Regions from separate parts of the Triticum aestivum genome. Here region 1 is linked to region 2. A link is a contact called in public Hi-C data. All regions are on one chromosome and are shown on one strand. Each heading gives the region's core, a stretch centred on a gene start, on an enhancer-like site or on the middle of the called end of the contact. The rest is flanking DNA. Distances are from core to core; before and after follow the strand shown.

Evidence for each region. Hi-C and Micro-C count contacts between places; a contact is called where the count stands out from the background.
Region 1: a contact with region 2 is called in a Hi-C map of leaf, with 5 times the contacts expected there. The contact joins the promoter of LOC123119363 here to the enhancer-like site in region 2. A contact is called at or near these places in 2 of 5 Hi-C or Micro-C datasets (both in leaf) and 1 of 1 datasets of contacts at active chromatin or transcription factors (leaf).

The regions. Positions count from the first base shown.
Region 1 is chr1B:275,565,457-275,569,859 of IWGSC CS RefSeq v2.1, forward strand. LOC123119363 (ras-related protein RABC2a) reads left to right here and starts at 2,754. Exons shown (of 6, transcript XM_044539156.1): 1 at 2,754-3,226; 2 at 4,120-4,188. The coding sequence starts at 3,073.
Region 2 is chr1B:275,352,741-275,356,875 of IWGSC CS RefSeq v2.1, forward strand. No RefSeq gene overlaps it. Among protein-coding and RNA genes, the nearest start is that of LOC123119327, 25 kb to the left of the region's middle. Within about 2 kb of position 1,856, at least 1 of the 8 cell types and tissues checked has an H3K27ac peak or open chromatin away from gene starts, as enhancers often do. A contact at or near this core is called in leaf, where this site is marked.

The DNA of each region.
Region 1 (4,403 bases), core at 1,504-4,003, 210 kb after region 2:
GTACGTGGCGAAAAAGGTGGCGCGGAAATCAAGGCGCCCATGTCTATCCGTCTCGCTTACTACGGAGCGCTCCGCCTCGCGCGCTTCCCTAAATTTTCGAATCCCGTGAGATCCGGGATCCGCAGTAACGAATCACACCAATGATTTCGCATCGTAACAACACTTGACGAGTGCCAACATAAGTTCACTCGACAACTTCTGAATCGATCAAGGCGACTGAAATGAAGACGAAGTTTCAGCATGGGCCTCCAATCCAGTATGGGTACTTGTGAAGCACAAGAATTAAGGCAGGTTCAACTTCAACTTTCTTTCCACTTGGACCTCAATCCATTCGGGGGCTAATGACGACGCCATAGACCTAGGGTAGGGTCATAGGCCTGACCTATAAGCCCCACCCAAGGTCACTACCCTAGAAGCAAAGACATTCAAAGCACATCAGGAAGTATCAACTGAAGCCACCAAGTGCAATCCACTCGACCAGTCACCTCACTCGGATACCCCCACTTCACTCGACCTGGATGGAGTCATTCGACCATACAAGAATCCACTCAGAGTACAGAAGACCTAGAGTCACTCATGATGACAACGGTCAGGCATTCACTCTGTAGTCTTAAAGATCATTGAATACACTTTATAGCTGGCATTACCAGTAATGTCATGTCTTAATGTACATTGAACCCCTGTAACGGAGGTGGGCCGGGGTGCTGGCGTACTCTATATAAGCCACCCCCCTCCTCAAGGACAAGGGTTCGCACCCCTTGTAACACACACCCATATTCCAGTCGACCGCCTCAGGGCACTGAGACGTAGGGCTTTTACCTCCTCCGAGAGGGGCCTGAACTCGTAAACTCGTGTGTACAATCTCGTCGTAGCTAGGGCCTCGCCTCCTCATACATACCCCCTATTCTTACTGTTAGACTTAGTACCACGACACTGGCCCGAGACTACTTTAAGTTCCATGCAACCCAAGATGTAGAAGCAGCCCAGACAACCAAACAGATGTTTTTCTTCCTATGTGGGCCTGGTTGGGCCTAATGCAGACAACCAAACACGTCTGTATTGTTTTGTTGCTCGCTAGACGGATATGCATTGTAGGCAATGTTTCACTTTGTAGCCTACTCGTACTTGTGTGGTGTACAAAAAGTTGAAGAAGAAGAATTCCTTCACCGTCATGCATTGTTGGCTGAAGTTGAATGAGCAACCAGAGTGGAGCCTTTTCATTGCCAAGACCACTGCCCAAGCTAACAAGGAAGAAATCGGTGACCCTATCGACCCAATCCAAGAACCGCCAAAAATGTTAGAAGAAATTTACGAGGGAAGGAGTGGGAGGAAGAGAGGACGAAGCGAGAAAGTGCGGCGGCCAAGCTGGCAGAGGGGTTCGGCGACATCTTGACGAAGAAGGAGGAGTCATGCGTGAAGCGCTCGGAAATCAAGGAGGAGTGGAAGGCGAAGAGGTTCAAATTGTTGATAGAGGCAACAGACAAGAAGATCAAACTCGAAAAGAGGAGGACCATGATCGAAGAGAGGAAGGCCGCACTCAAGGGAAAAAGGGTGAAGATCGTTGCCAATGCAGAGGACGCCAAGATGTTGACCTTGAATATGGACTCTTTGGATACCGGCGCAAGAATCACCATGCAATCCGCCCATTACTAGATGTTGCAGTGGTAGAAAGATGAGTTGGTGGTGACGACCTATGAGGACGCGGCGGAGGCAGAGGCTGCCAACGTAGCGGTGACGACACCACCTTGGTCGGCCAGCGGCCAGCTGGGATTGCCGGGCCAACAGGGCAGAAATGCACGGACTGCCGAACTGATGTTCTTTTGGATTCGGGCATGTAAAAACTAAGCATATTTGCTTTTTTGGGGTTGTGATCGGGCTTACGATCCGACGTTGATGTGATCCGGCACGCTGTTCGGATTGGAGCATATTTGAATTTGAATTTACTGGCGGACATATACATGTTAGTGTTGGATGTCGTCCTTCCTCATCCAGTCCACACATTGGCCCCTCTACCCGCGGACGGATGCAGAAAAAAAAATTATGGGTTGCCGTTAAAGATGCCCTAACATAAAAGTATAATCCCATTCTCAGTTTGAACAAAAACGCGCCACGAGACAAAAAGAAGTCTCCCAGCGAGTGCCGTTGCGTCCACACAGTTATAGGAAAGCTACACCCTCCAACCAGCACACCTTGAGCACTGGAGATAACAACCGAAAGATACAAGTACGTACCCGTAATATCAGCCTACAAGGATACGGTTTTAGACGCAGACGCGTGCCGAGTCACATGACATGATCGATCACCTCACCTCACCTGGAGAGGCCGGCCGGACACGTTAACGCCGTGTCACGCAGACAAAAGCTACGTGCCGGCCGAAGCGACACACGCGTCGCCAGGTGTTGCATGACGCCTAGTATATAAGATACAGTATGTATACCTGGTCTGGTCTCCCCATCGCCATCAACGATCACACATCCTACTACTCTACGTACCATCTCTGCCGCAGCAACAACATTATTCGCCCCACCAATCATACATCCCGATTTGTTTAAAAAATCATCATTCATCACTCCAAGTCAAGAAACCAACCCCACCGCGCCGATCGGGCCGGGACCCCGTCGCGTTCACCGCAACGAGCCAGAAACGCCCACCCCGACCCGACCCGATCCAGCCGCGCCGCGCGCAGGCAGGCAGGCAGGGACAAAGCCAAACACCACCCGACCCATACCATACCCTCCCCCGGCAGGCAGACTGGCACGCATCGTTTTCCACCCGGATCATCGATCGGACGCGCGCGCGGCCGGCCTCCGCCTTGTCCCTGAACTGGAACGCGGCCCGCGTGCCACCGCGCCACTTGGACCGCCACCGGACGGAACCCCATAAACCAGCCGTCGCGCCCCACCTCTTCTCTCCTCTCCTCTCGCCCAGTCAAAGCCAGAGAGCACCAGCCTCAGCCTGGCTGGCGGGCTGTCTCCTCTGCCGCTGCCGCCTTCCCCTCCGCCTCTAAATCCTCCGCCCCGCCCCGCCTGACCTTCGACTCGACCGGCGCCGAATCCGGGACGGCGCGGGGGGATGGGGGTGTCGCCGGTGTCGCCGGGGGGCAGCGCCGGCTACGAGTGCTCCTTCAAGATCCTCCTCATCGGGGACTCGGGCGTCGGCAAGAGCAGCCTCCTCGTCAGCTTCGTCGCCGCAGCCAACCTCGACGACGACATCGCGCCCACCATCGGTACGTCTTCTTAGTCTCACCCCGCCACCGCACCGCGCCACGTCCAGTCCGATCGCTCTCTCGCTCTGCTTGGTACACCAGACTAGTACGAGGTTCAGTGTACGCTCGTCGTATTGCTTCGGAGTATATAGTGTAGTGGCAGTAGGTAGCGGATTAAGGGCATCAGCGATTCCGCCCATTTCGGTGAACGAAACCTTTTCCTTTTAAGTTTTAATTAATGTCCGAGCTGTTCTCTGCTTTTGATTCTGCTGAATTGTCTCCACTTTCTTGTTGTTTGTTGGCGTTGGCCAGGGCTGGGAGTTAGTAGTCTCCAATGCTCTTATATGCCACTCCAGTACCATATGTCCTTTACAGTTGGTCTTATATGCCACTAATAGGTTGGTCCCCATCAACCCAAATGCTTAAATGCTGAAGCTAGTATTTGGGGAGATAGGAAAGCGATCCATGCTTGTGCAGCAAAACCTGATTGCGCACTAAAGAAAATTTACTAGTGCTACCTTATTTCTATCTCAAGCAACCATCTCAGAAAAGTCATTTGGACAATTTTACCTTGCACGTAATCTATGGGAATGGTTCAACTCGCTGTCCTTATGTATGTCCTTCCCGCCACTATGTTTTCTCGCCAGTTTAGCCTTATGGCCTATGGGTGAACTCTTTGTGTTATGCAACTCAAGATTGTGTGACAGACAATATGTCCTGACTCGTTTAAGACATGTCCCAACTCTAGTCTACCCCTTAGGCCTGAGACATCACAGTGGTGTTATGCTTGTGCATGCAGCTCTGTATACTACTCTGATTTCACACCATCACATTTTATTTTATAAATTGCATGCTCTTTTGTATTATATGTACACTTCACATGTCTTATAATTTTGTTTCACATTGATTGCCAGGAGTTGATTTCAAAATCAAGTTTCTTACTGTTGGTGGAAAGAAACTGAAGCTGACTATATGGGATACTGGTGAGTTCACAATTTCTTCCCATTCTCCGACTGTTCAAGTATGGTCTTTCGCAGTAGGAACTAGCACAAATAAGTCCTAACTTCAAGTAAGCGGTCGTGTATGCAAGACTTTTATGATCCAAGAACAAGTGGTTGGAATTTGCTCATAGAGATGCAACAATGTTTTAATGTGCCAAAAACTACCAGGAGTTGCTACAAGCACCAGCTAGAGCAAA
Region 2 (4,135 bases), core at 606-3,105:
CCTCCCGAATGGAAGTTTCCCCGACTATACAGCTCCGCCGAAGCCCTAGATTGTTTCTGCCCAAGTTCCGCCTCGAGACGGCGGCTCTTCGTCCGAAAGCTTCCTTATGATTTTTTTCCAAGTAAAAACCCTTCATATAGCAAAAGATGGGCACCGGGGGCCTGACAGGTGAACGACAAGGCAGGGGGCGCGCCCAGGGGGGTAGGGCGCGCCCCCACCCTTATGGTTGCCTGGTGGGTCCCCTCTAGTGCTTTCTTTGCCCAATATTTTTTATTAATTTCAAAATGATTCTCTGTATAGTTTCAGGACTTTTGGAGTTGTGCAGAATATGTCTCTAATATTTGCTCATTTTCCTGCCCAGAATTCCAGCTGCCGGCATTCTCCCTCTTCATGTAAACCTTGTAAAATAAGAGAGAAAAGGCATAAGTATTGTGCTATAATGTGTAACAACTCATAATGCAATAAATATCAATATAAAAGCATGATGCAAAATGGACGAATCAGCGGGCGCCCTGCAGAAATGCAGCGCCTGCCAGAAGTTGTTGGGGTTGACGGTCGTAGCTTCTCTCCCGCCGGTGGAACTGCGAACGCCAGCAATAAGCTCATTCGAAACGCGGGCATGGGCCGATTATGGCATGGTGTGGTTGTGGGGCGGACAACCTTGATGGAGATGCAGGCTGGATATCAGTCGTTTGGTGGAGTAATAGTAGTAGATACACGCAGGAGTCGGTGTACTTGTCTTAGACGTGATGCACACATGATCATTGCCTTGAATATCGTCATAACTATGCAGGTGTTGTTCACGGGGTCCTGTGTGGTTCTCCTACTGGATTGATAACCTTGGTTCTTAACTGAAAAAAAATACTTATCTCTATTGTACTGTATCATCCTCTCCTATTCAGGAAAATTCCAACACAGCTCACAAGTAGCAACCACCCGGCCTATCTGGGCTGGCCCGTTTAGGTCTTTTTCTCTTAAAACCACATAAATACGCTTGCGCAGGTGAATTCGCCATGACTCAAACCTGTGAGCTCGCAGTTAATGATAAAAGGGCATGACCACCTCGGTAACCTCGCCCGTTGTGGTTACTTCTCCTTTTCCTGAATTTTCTTCTATCTTTTTTTTTCTTTTTCTTGTTTCCTTTTGTTTTATTTTTCTTAATTTCATGAACTTTTTCAAAATCTGTGACTTTATTCCAAATTGATGATTTTTTGGAAATTGATGAGCTTTTATTTGAATTTGTGAACTCTTTTTAAAAATGGATGAACTCTTATTTTTTAATTTGTGAACTTTTTTTCAAAATTGACAAACTTTTGTCCAAGTCGATGATTTTTTTTGAAATTGATGAACTTTATTCGAATTTGTGGAATCTTTTTTGAAAATTGATGAATTTTTTTAAAAAATCATAGAGAACTTCTTGAAAATTCATGCGCTTTTTCAAAGAAAAATGGATGAACTCTTTTCCGAATTTCTGAACTTTTTTGAAAATCGATGAACTTTTCTTCAAACCGATGAACTTTTTTTGAAATCGATGAACTTTTTTTGAAATTTGTAAACCATTTTGGCAATTGATGATTTTTTTTTCAAAATCAATGAACTATTTTCAAATCAATGATTTTTTTTCAAATTGATGATTTTTTGAATACATGATTTTTTCCCTAATTCGCGATTTTTTTTAACTTTGTTTACATTTTTTCTCCAAAAAATCACGTCTTTCTAAAATTGCATGATATCAATTCCTGTTCGTAACAACTTTTTTGGGACGCTTTTACTCTGCCTGTTCCTGGGCCTGCCCACCAGATGCGGCTGTGGGCACCAGTTGCCTGAACCAGCGCTTATTGCGTCGTATAGGCGCTGTCCCTCTTCTCTCGCTCCCTCATTAATTCTTAAAAAAAAAGAAAAAGCCGCTCCCTCACTAGAGCAGGGTATATATGTGGCTCGTGTTGACGTAACCAAGTCCCTGTCTCGACTGGTATGGCGTGCGGACGGGGCTTCTCCCGCGCCATGCTCCCATCTGTGCTTCTTGTTCTCTCTTTTCCATCCAACGGCCTTTTTTATTTTCTCTCCCGCGTCTCCTTTTACGGGGAGCAACTAATTAACAAGCGCTCCTTCAAGAGCCTGGCAACGATCGGCGCCAATTGGCGCACTTTCAGCCATTCACCACGTGTCGCGCTCTGGACGCTTCCTCCGAATTTTGTTTTTTTTTTATTTTTTCGCACGCGTTTTCGGCTTTTTAAACGGATTTTTTTCCAGTTTTTTTACGTTTTGGTTTTTCATCCGGTCTTTCCTAGCTTTTCGACCATTTTTTTTTCAAAAAAATATTTTTTTTGCAAAAAAACGTATTTTTTCGTGAGAAGCACGGTTTTGTTTTCGCGAGAGGCACGGTTGTGCTTTCGCGAGAGGCACGACCGTGCCTCTTGGAAATGGAAAAAACACGTGTTTTCTGTTTTTTCCTTTCGCGAGAGGCACGGTTGTGTTTTCGCGAGAGTCACGGCCGTGCCTCCTCGGAAATGAAAAAAAAACATGTTTTCTGTTTTTTTCTTTCGCGAGAGGCACGATTTTACTTCCGCGAGAGACACGGTTGTGCTTTCGCGAGAGGCACAGGCGTGCCTCTTTCGGAAAGGAAAAAAAATATGTTTTCTATTTTTTTTTGCGAGAGGCACGGTTGTGCTTTCGCGAGAGGCACAGGCGTGTCTCTTTCGAAAAGGGAAAAACATGTTTTTTCTTTTTTTTCTTTCGCGAGAAGCACGGTTTTGCTTTTGCGAGAGGCACGGTTGTGATTTCGTCAGAGGCACGGGCGTGTCTCTTTCGGAAAGAAAAAAACCCGCGTTCAGGTTCGGTTTTTTTTTTCTGTTTTTCGTGAAAAAAAAAGTTTATCAAAACCTATCAATATGAGATCTAGTTTTAAAGATCTCGACGCGAGGAATCCAACGGCGAAAGCGGTTCGAGATTTGGACGCACTGTTTAAGAGATAAAACGTTTCGAATAAACGGATCTACGAAAAAAGAAAAAACTTCCGGGTTGCGACAAGTGACGCACATGCAGCGTGCCACTTGTCGCAACATGAGGAAGGTGAAGTGATCTCCGCAAGAAGTATTCCTTAACTAGTGATTTCGCCTTTTACGTTAAAGATAAATCTAGCAACGTATAATTTCGTCCTTAATCCCTTCTCCTTCACGTGGACAAGAACTACTACTCTTCTCCAGTCTGATCGGCCAACGCGTGAGCCAAACGCCGTTGACATAGTTCCGGTCGCATCACTCTGACGCCATTGTCAGAGCCGCCCGCACTCTACGCGGCGTCGTCTGCCTCGGGATCCAAGGTAATGTCGCGTGCCGTCGTTCATACGCGTCCACAACCACAACCATTACCACAGGTCGCTTAACCTGACCGTACAAAGTTTGAAACTTCATTGGTTGTAGGTTTCATATACGCAGCAATACACACATACTAAGCTTGCTGGAAGCAGCAGCAGCAGGATCTAGCTTGCTCTAGATTGATTCTTTGGCATGCCCTTCGCTCCGTCACTATCATGGTGCACATTGTGTACGCATTGCCGGCGGCAAGGCAAACGTTTGGAAAGGCCCTGAGAGCCACTTCAATGGGGCGATTCAAACGGACGACAATTTCGTCCGCTTTTTGTATGTTTGGATCGGCCGTTCGCCCGGCTTCCGCCCTGTTTTAGATATGGGTTGGCAGGGTGCCCAACGCGCTGACCCATATGTGCAGGGTGGCCGCCTGCCCCCCCTATTTTTTTGCATGAATTTGCATAGTTTGAATCAAATAACATAGTTTTGGATCGAATAAAATAGCATAGTTATTACAAACTGAATGAAAATAAAAATGTCTCACATAGTTCTCACATAGTTTTGTAAATGAATAAAAGAAGATACATCTATTGGTTGCCAACATGAGCCCACATATGCTCAACCAAATCATTTTGCAGTTGCACGTGAGTTTTCCAAGCATGCATGTCTTGATGAAATTGGGTGAACTGTTCAAACGTTGCCGCTACTTCATGCTCAGGCACAACATTCTCACCCTGAAACTGAAACCCTTGATCATACAGACGTTCCGGGCGCTCGTCTTCCACGATCATATTATGCATGATCACACAAGCAGTCACCACCTCCCA